Linked DNA regions of Sus scrofa: region 1 is linked to region 2. The links are chromatin contacts, called in public HiChIP or PLAC-seq maps. All regions are on one chromosome and are shown on one strand. Each heading gives the region's core, a stretch centred on a gene start, on an enhancer-like site or on the middle of the called end of the contact. The rest is flanking DNA. Distances are from core to core; before and after follow the strand shown.

Region 1 (4,697 bases), core at 932-3,431, 300 kb before region 2:
CAGGCCTGGATCTCAGGGGGCAGAGCGCCCAGGAACTGCTCCAGCACCAGCAGCTCCAGCATCTGCTCCTTGGAGTGAGCCTCTGGCTGCAGCCACTGGTGGCACAGCTCCCGCAGCCGGGCCAGGGCCTCGTGGGGACCGGCTGCCTCCTGGTAGCAGAAGCCCCGGAAGCGCTGGCGTGCTGCCTCGGGCTCCTCCAGGGTGGCCTCGGAGTCCAGAGAGGGGAGGCTCGGGGGACCCAGTGGGGATGGCATTGTGCTGCGAGTCTTCCTGGAGCCACCAAGAGGGACTTGCAGGATAGGAGGGGTCAGGGTGACAGCCTCAAGCCCACAGGCAGGGTAAGTCACCTGTGTGCACACAGGCCCAGCCCAGGGGACTGAGGCTGCGACAGAGAGGACCCTGGTGTGGGGATGCTTGAGGCTGAGTTGGGGAAAGCTTCAAGGAGGAAGGAGTCACAGAGCGGAAGGAAGCCTTGTGAACCAAGGCTTGGAGGCAAGTTGTTGACAGAGCTTCCAGAAAACTGCAGGGAACTGCTGGGAGATGATGCTGGAGAGGAAGGCAAAGGGAGTCATCAGAGGCTGCCAGGGACAGGCTGAGGAGCCCCGGAAAGCCATCGCGGCGGAGAGAGGGGGTAATTAGGGCTGTAGTAGGGCACGATCCGGGGTGAGGACTGGGGCCAGGCCGCCTGTCCTCACCGTCTCCGGGAGACGTTGACTCAAGTGGGGCACCCTGAAGGGCTGGTCTGCGCTTGGTCGAGGCAGGGGCTGATGTGGACCCCGAGATACAGAGCTCGCTGACCACGGAGAGCAGTGCTTCACTCACAACGTCTGGACCGAGCGTGTGAAAAGCCGGAGCAAAGCAAAGAGGAGCTACGAGTTGTGTGAAGCGGTCAGCAAATAATTGTGTCTCAGGCTCGCAGAGACTCCGGGGTGAAACACGCCCAGCGCGGGATCGGGGGGCTGGCTCACAGGCTGGACCAAACCTGACGCCTGGAGTTCGCCTTCCAAAGAGGAGGTTTTCCCGCAGGAGGGACGTGGACCGGCCCGGGAAAAGGCTTGGAAGCTGGAGGCCCAGGGCACATTGGGAGGTAGTGAGAGGCCACGCCCACCCAGCCAGGCCTGCGCCCACCTCCGCCACCCGAGGCCACTGGGAGCCAGCGTCCCCGCCCGCCCCTTGGGCAGAGCCGCCTTGGCCAATCATGCATCTGCTCCGAAGGCGCCGCCCCCTCCCCTCGGACTACTTTTCCCATGAGCCTCAGCAAGGACAGGCGCGGCCTCCGCCAGCAGATGCTCCTTTTCGGAGGCATCTCACGATTGAGAGGTGCCCCATCCCTTCGAGAGGAATGTGAAGAGTGGCAGGGTTTTGAGGGGGGCTCCCTACCCTCCCCAGCAGCTACTTTCCCTTAGTACCCGCGCACTAGCACTCACCGACGGCCGAGAGGGATGGTACCGTCTGATCCTGCGCATGTGCACGACAGGCCCGGCGCCTATTGGCAAGCGAGGCGATGGGTGGGGAAGTAGCGTGACCTGTCGGCCAATCAGAGCTGGCGCTCGCCCCAGGCTCCTCCCCAAGCGTCCTTCTTGAGGCTTCTTTCCAGTCGCCCGGCCGTCACCTTGGTAACCCCTGGAGCACCGCGGCTGGCCTCCAGCTGCTTCCAAGGCAACGTCCAGAGCGCTGCCCTGCTCTCTGCGGGGGCCGGAAGTGGCTGCCTGTGGGGTGTAGTTCCTCCGAACCTCCTCTCCAGATGGTCCCAGGAGGGGGCCGGAACCTGCCGGGAAGGCTGGCCTAACCCACGGGGTTTCTCCGCCATCCTCGGGAATTTCTACAGCGAGGATGGCGCTGGGGACCTTCATTCGACCACCGCTGAGCGCCCTGTGGACATGCGGGGACTGCAGGAAGAACACCCATCTACTGACGAAGAAACTGTCCATGATTTACACCTTCATAGCCTCACACGTGGCTTCAGCTGGATCAGTACTGCAAAGCGAGGGGTGGTTTTTGTCCAGAATTATGGGACATGTTTTACATACTTTCCGGACCAGAACCAGTCAGGGTGACTTTTGTTTGTTTGTTCTTGGGGCCTCACCCGCAGCATATAGCAGTTCCCAGGCCAGGAACCAAAGCTATGGCTGCTAGCCTAGTCACAGCCACAGCAACGGAGTTTCTGAGCTGCGTCTTCCACCTACACCACAGCTCACCAAAGCTTTCCAGATCCTTAACCCACTGAGCAAGGCCAGGGATTGAAACCGTGTCCTCATGAATACTAGTCGGACTCATTTCTGCTGTGCCACAATGGGAATAAACATAAAAACCTTGGTTTTTAGATAGGAAAAGCGCAATTAATCAGGCCCAGCTTGACCGGTGGGGAAGAGCTGAGGATGGCAACCAGGCTGTAGGAGCTTTTGTCCAAGATGCAGAAAAGGTTGCATGAAACTCTGTGTCCTCACTTGATGTTCCACAGACTCCTTTGTTCCTGAATCCCGTGACCTTCCCACAAGAGCCCTCCATCTGCTCTGTGGGGTTGTCTGCATTTCACAGGGGTGCAGCCTGAGGCTGAAGTGACCTGTTCACGGCTCCCTCATGGAGGCCAGCCTGGGGGAGGGTGAGGCCGGGACCCAAGAGAGCAGAGAGGATGGGCCCATAAGGGGCGGATAGTGGCTCAGAGGCCCTGCACTTGAGTCTTGCAGTGCCTGCTCCTGAATTACTCCTCTCCTTACCCCGTGTCTCCCCTCCTTGCAAAAACCTGTGAAGCTTCGGGGACCAAACCCTGCTGGCAGGTGGGGAGTCATACACATCACGTCTCTGCTTAGGTGGTGGCAAATGGCTGTGAGAGCTGGACATGAAGGGACTGAAGCACCCACTGGGCTGGGGTTAACCTTTTGGGTCCTGCATATGGCTTCTGCCTCACAATCAGGGCCTGGGTCACCTCCTATTACAGCTGCTCTTGGGGCAGGCCCTGGGTGGGCCACACACAGGATGCCTCTCCACCCTGTGTCCTCCCAAAGGGACCAGGGTTACAGCCAAATCCCTCCAGCTGTGATGACACGCCTGCACTGTGCTAGGATTAAACCAGTTTCAGGCTGCTACTATTCACATTTTTTAAACTTTTTTTTTTTTTAACCACGCCTCTGGCACGTGGAAGTTCCCAGGCCAGAGCACAAATCTGCGCCTCGGCAGCAACTTGAGCCACAGCAGTGACAACACTGGACCCTTAACCCACTGTGCTACCAGGGAACTCTTATTTGCATGTTTTTGAAAAGAAACCTTTATTAGGGAGCCTCTCTGGACTCTTGTCTTGTTAAAACTTTCTGAACCATAACCTGGAGGCGGAGGCTGTGGACCTACGCAGTGCTGTGCAAAAGTTTACAATGTTTATCGACTCTGAGATTAACGTCTCCCAGTCTTTCCCTCCCAGTAAAAAGACCATTAAGTCCCCTGGGGATGAAGCCCAAGGTCGAGGCCACAGGACACCAACTGGGCACCACCCCACCTGTCTGACTCATTGTCCCCACCGCGTGGGGAATGTCACTCTGGGGAGTCACCCTGGGAGGGCACCACACAGAGCCTTAGGTAATGGCAAGTCCTCCTTCCAATGCGGGAGGAACAACAGGAAGGCACATGGCCACTCGACCACACAGAACCATGCTGCCCCATCCTGTCCCCTCTGACCTGTTGTTAAGCTCACCCCTCAATAGTGTAGGGGGACGGAAAGTCTCCTGTAATGCTGACTTTGGCAGCAATGGGACACAGCCGATGCTGAGACCTGGACCACAATCTGAGTGAACAAGCACAGCTGGGGAACCATCACGCTCAGTCTTTGTCCTCCCCTCCCACCCGAGGACCTTCCGCCTCCAGCTCCTTGGGGTCTGCCAACTGCAGGGGACACGCAGGCTTCACCTGGCCCTCACAGCTGGCAGGCTAAGTATGTGGGGAAGGTGGTGAGCTTCCCGGATGCTGGGCCAGCGGCTCTGATGTGTGCAGCTCCCAGCCCCTCTGTGCCTCAGTTTCCTCAGCCCCTTCACAAGAGCTGTCAGGAGAAACCCTGCCGCACTCAGCACTGGGACTGGCAGTTGACACCTACTGGCCCTCACCCAGGTCAGGCCTGCCCGGCGCGCAGACCCCCTCTGCAGGCCCGACTCTTCTCTTGCCCAGACCCGGGCCCTAAGGCTCAGGGCCCAGCCACCTGGCCGAGCCAGCACCTTCCCCCCATGACTTCTGTGCACTGCACCTGCTCCCAGGAAGCCTTGGAAGAACGGAGGCCTTGGGGGTGGGCGGGATATCCTGGGAGTTGGGGTGTTACATACAAACCCCAAAGTTTGTGTGTAAACCTCAGAAATTTCTCAGGACTGCCTCCACCCCACCCTGGCCCTTCCCATTCAAGCTTACGGTCAAAACATGCAGGATCCGGCACCACCATGCTGGCCGCCCCGACCTTCCTGCAGGATGACCTCTTGGGGAGAGAGGCGCAAGCTGCTGCTGACGAGCGGCCAGTCTCGACACCACGTGCAGGCAGAAGTGGTGCACACACGCAGGGCTTCTCCAAAGCGTGCATCTGCAGAGGCCAGGGGCCCTGAAGCCACAGACGGAATCGCCACAGGCGAGGTCGGCCAGGGCTGCTACCTCAGGCCTCAGCTGTCTTTGCAACAGCGGCTGGGCCTGAGGAGGCGGTGGGCCCGGCTTCCCTCCGCAGCGCGCCC
Region 2 (4,371 bases), core at 1,350-3,849:
TCTGTTCCTGCACCCGCAGTACCTGGAATGGCTCCTGCTACATGGCAGGTGCTTGGTACGTGTCTGCCAAGTGACTGGATGCAGAGAGTGAGCTGGGAGAACAGGCCCAGGACCCTGTGCTAAGAAAGCGCCAGAGCCACGTCAGGGATGGATGCGCAACGGCGGCCAGGGTGGCATGGGCGGATCCAAGAGGTCTTCTCAGAGGTGATGGGGGGAGATCTGGAGGATGGGGGGCTGACTTCAGCACATTTCTGGCAGGAGGTGGGGTGAGTGCAAAAGCCCTGAGGGCAGAATGAGCCCAGGGGGGCACAGGTCAGAGCTCGTGAGGCCTGAGTGTGAGGGTGGCGGGGTACTCACCGGGTCCCTGGCAGGGAGGAGCCTGGCAGTCATTCCCTCTTCCCCGGGCCTCTCGCAGGAAGAGCCAGCTCCTCCGCAGGCTGTTCTGGGGGGAAAGGGGATGTGAGAGACTGGGCAGGCGATGGTGGTCAGCAGGGACCCCAGGTCCTGGAAGCACTGTATGCAGGGAGAAGAGAAGGGGTCCAGCAGCCGAGCCAGACCCAACCACAGTGAAACCTCAGCTTGGCATCCTCTGCGCTCCTGCTGTGCGCCCAGGCGCTGCTGAAGGGTGAGCTCAGATCTTCCTTACCCCACCCTCCACAGACAGGAGAGCTGGCAGCCAGGGGGGACAAGGGGCACAGCCTGGGTTGCACAGATGATTCCCAGATGACGACGCTTTCTGTTACTGTGACGGAGGGCCAGACTGCGCTGGGGACTCACGAACTGGTTCCCTCTCCCACAAAAGCAGGGTGGTGACCCAGCACAGAGCTTAAGGGAATAAGAACGTGCAAAAGGCTGAAACTGGAGTTCAGCAGGCAGCAGGATGCACAGGGAGGGGGGTGCTGCTGGGAGGGGAGCCTCCAGCTTCAGTGATCAACTATTTAGCATGTAATACGTGCACGATCCTATTCCCAGTGATTTACAAGCTCCTCCGTGGCTGACTGCCCAGACAGAGACACAGGCCAAAGGCAGGGCCTGTTTGCCTTCTCTGTGCCGCCCTGGGATCACCCTGCTGGCGCACCCGACTCTGCCCCATCCTGCTCGTGCCCTGCTGTCGTCATTGCAGTTTCCTGGATGGGAGTTATGTTGTTCAGTGATGTTTTATGGGCTTATCATCATCTCCCTGACTCGCCTGTGGCGTCCGGGGCGGAGACAATGTTGAAAGTACTGGGATATGAGATGGGGCCTGGCACCCCGGATATCTAAACACCTGCTTATTGAATTAATGAAGGTGCCAAGATGGTGCCTGGCATGCAGTTGGTGCTCAGTAAGATTTTAATATAATGAGTCTGTTTCTGTTTCCTGTGTCCCAGGCGGCTAGGGTCAAAATCTGGTGCTTGGGGTCTTCCTCATCTTCATCCCTTAGGGACAGAAGCCTCTCAAGAAGGCGAAGCTTCAGAGATGACATCATGGTGGTGTCTCAGCACTCCCCACCCTCCAAACCCTAGACATCCCGCCCTAACAGGGGAGGGATGCAGGTCAGGTTGGCTCCAGGCTTTGTAGAGTCGGGCCAGCTACTCTTTCTCTGGGGCCCCTGAATCCTCATACCGCAATCCCTTAAGCCAAAGCCAGGACCCAACCCCTCCTCTCAGAGCCTGGGACCCCCACCTCCCAAACCAAGCCCCGCCCACTCGGCCCCGCCCACAACACCCCCCCCCCCCCCCGCAGCGACCCGCCCGGAGCCAAAGCAGTAAAGGGACTCGATACAGACGCGCGTGGCTGGATGCACACACGGGCCAGGACCTCAGAGAAGACCCTGCACCCACGCCGAGACCCTGCCTCGGCCTCCCCCGCCCCGGCCACCCCCAATCCCACTTACCCGTCGGACGGAGGACAAAGGCCGTGGCCGCCATGCACCCTCTGAGTAAAGGTGCCGAACTACACCTCCCAGAGGGCGGCGCGCGCGCTTCCGGTCGCCTCCCTGCTCGCCCCGACCCCGCCTGGAGGCTGAGGCTGAGGGACTTGGGTTCCGAGCTCCGCCTGGTCTCCCACCCCGGACCCTCCCATGCTGCCCTCCTAGGAATGGATTACGAAGTCCACGTCCACCGCGGGCCGGGACTCGGCCTGGGTCGGCGGGCGTCGAACTACATACCCCAGAGGGCGGCGCCTGTGCTTCCGCTCGCCCGCGCCCGGGGCCCAGGCTGCGGGAATCCGATTCCCAGCTGGGCCCAGCAGATCCCGCGGGCAGCTGCCTGGCGGCTCACCCCGGGCCTCCCTCGCCGCGCTCTTTCGTGCAGGGTCAGGGTGAAGGCCACGCCCACCGCGGCCCGGGACCGCGCCTGCGCGAGGTGGGGGCCGTGAACTACGTCTCCCAGAGGGCGGCGCGCGGCTTCCGTGCGCGTCTGTTCCCGCCTCTCGATTTTTGACAGGTCAGGAGTTCGAGTCCTGATGCCTGTTCTTATGTCACCTTCGTAAACATTCCCTCCCTGTCGCTTCGTGTGGAGACTTGTGTTTGCCATCCCGGGCCTCTTCCAGCGAGTGACTTGCTAGGGGACTGAGAGGGGTCATGGAGGGTCAGGAGTGAAAAGGAGCAATGCCTGGATGAAATGTATTGTAAGAGACCCCTTTGTCCTTCCCACCTCTTGCTCCACCCCTGGGACCCGGGGGCAGCAGAAATGTGGAGGTGTGCAGCTGCGAATCCAGTGACCTCCACCGGTGTGTTATTTCTTTAAAAATAACCCAAAGCCAGCCTTTCAGGAGGTTAGGCTCTGAGATGGCTGCGTGGCGGGTACCTCGGTGTTCACTGCAACACTTTCTGTAGTTTTCTAGGCTCAAAATATGTCATAGAAGAAGCAAAAATGTTGCCTTGGAAGATGGTTTGGGAGTCCCTTAAAAAGTTAAACATAGAGTTTCTGTCCTGGCTCAATGGTTAATGAATCTGACTAGCATCCATGAGGACACAGGTTTGATCCCTGGACTTGTTCAGTGGGTTAAGGATCCAGCATTGCCATGAGTTGTGGTGTAGGTCGCAGATGTGGCTCAGATCCTGTGTTGCTGTCGCTGTGGCATAGGCTGGCAGCTGTAGCTCCGATTTGACCCCTTTGACTCCTAGCCTGGGAACCTCCGTATGCCACGGGTGTGGCCCTAAAAAGCAAAACAAAACAAAAACCCCAAAACGAAACCTCTTCTGGTTTTTGTAGGTTGGCTCAGAGTTGAGGTGCTCCTTGAGTGCTCAGCCATGCCATTTACAACTATGCTTGAGCTTTCGCTTTCTGCTTCCATGGAGCCTGCAGATCAACTAGAGATGAACGCTTAGGAACGTCTCCTGTTTCCCACCATGTGTGTAGCCCTTGGAATATGCATGGCCTACCACATACTGGACCACAGTGTTCCACTGAATGGATGGATCCTGTCAAACCCTTTTCCCATATGTGCCTCTTTCCACATGCACCAATCCAAATGCTGTAGGTGCAGCCCTCAAAAGACACACACACAAAAAAAGATAAAAAAATAGTTTAGACACGTCACTAAAACAAACAATTATAACCCACAATAAACAACATAGCAAGTCTTGAAGTGGAGGGATAATCTGGTCTCCAGGGTTGACACATTGAGTCACCAAATATTCAAAATATCCCGTTTCCAGCGACAATTTAAGAGGCATCTAGAGGCATAAGAAAATATGATTTATTCACGGGAAAAAAAGAAACGACCAGAAACGGTCCCTGAGGAAGCTCAAACATTGGACTTAACTAGTCAGAAGCTTTAAATCAACTTCTTAAATATACCCAAAGAGCTAAAAAAAACCCAGGAGAATGATGTTCTCAACAAATAGAGGAACCGAATAAAGAGGTGTCAGTTGTAAAATGAACCAAACAAAATTCTGGAACAGAAAAGTACGATAGCTGGCCTGAAAAACTTGTTAGAGGGGTTCAATAACAGATTTAATCAGGCAGAAGATAGTATTGTAAACTTGAAGATAGAGCAATTCAAATGATACAGTCCAAGGAGCAGAGAGGAACAAAGCAGGGAAAGAAATGAACAGAGCTCAAGGGACCTGTGGAACCCATAAAAGACACTACCAGACACAATGGGAATCTTTGAAGAAGAGGGCAGAATGAGGGGTAAAAATATTTGAAAAAATAATGACGGAAAACTTCCTAATATAGATGAAATACAGGAATCCTCACCTGCAGGCTGCACGAGTGCCCCAAGGGCCAGAGGCAAATGCTCTTAGGCCCCTCTGCCCTGGGACAGGGAGTTCCCAAGGCCGCTTTTCCTGCCTTGCATGCACAATGCTCCAGGGACCCAGGAACCCAGTGCCTTCCAGCTTTTACAAGCTAGGCTTGCACTTCTGCAAAGCCGAGTGTGTTG

What was found. HiChIP or PLAC-seq counts read pairs in DNA pulled down with a chosen protein or histone mark.
Region 1: an H3K27ac HiChIP or PLAC-seq map of skeletal muscle shows a contact between it and region 2, with 4 times the contacts expected there. The contact joins the promoter of ZNF446 here to the promoter of ZNF135 in region 2. A contact is called at or near these places in 1 of 5 promoter capture datasets (liver), 1 of 47 Hi-C or Micro-C datasets (embryonic fibroblasts) and 1 of 2 datasets of contacts at active chromatin or transcription factors (skeletal muscle).

What each region holds. Positions count from the first base shown.
Region 1 is chr6:63,047,825-63,052,521 of Sscrofa11.1, reverse strand. ZNF446 (zinc finger protein 446) reads right to left here and starts at 2,181. Exons shown (of 4, transcript XM_021097395.1): 1 at 1,428-2,181. The coding sequence starts at 1,931. It overlaps LOC110261334 (zinc finger protein 324A-like), which reads right to left. Exons shown (of 4, transcript XM_021097374.1): 4 at 3,249-4,697. The coding sequence ends at 4,622.
Region 2 is chr6:62,752,262-62,756,632 of Sscrofa11.1, reverse strand. It overlaps ZNF135 (zinc finger protein 135), which reads right to left and starts at 2,599. Exons shown (of 3, transcript XM_021097361.1): 1 at 2,150-2,599; 2 at 358-513. The coding sequence starts at 2,516.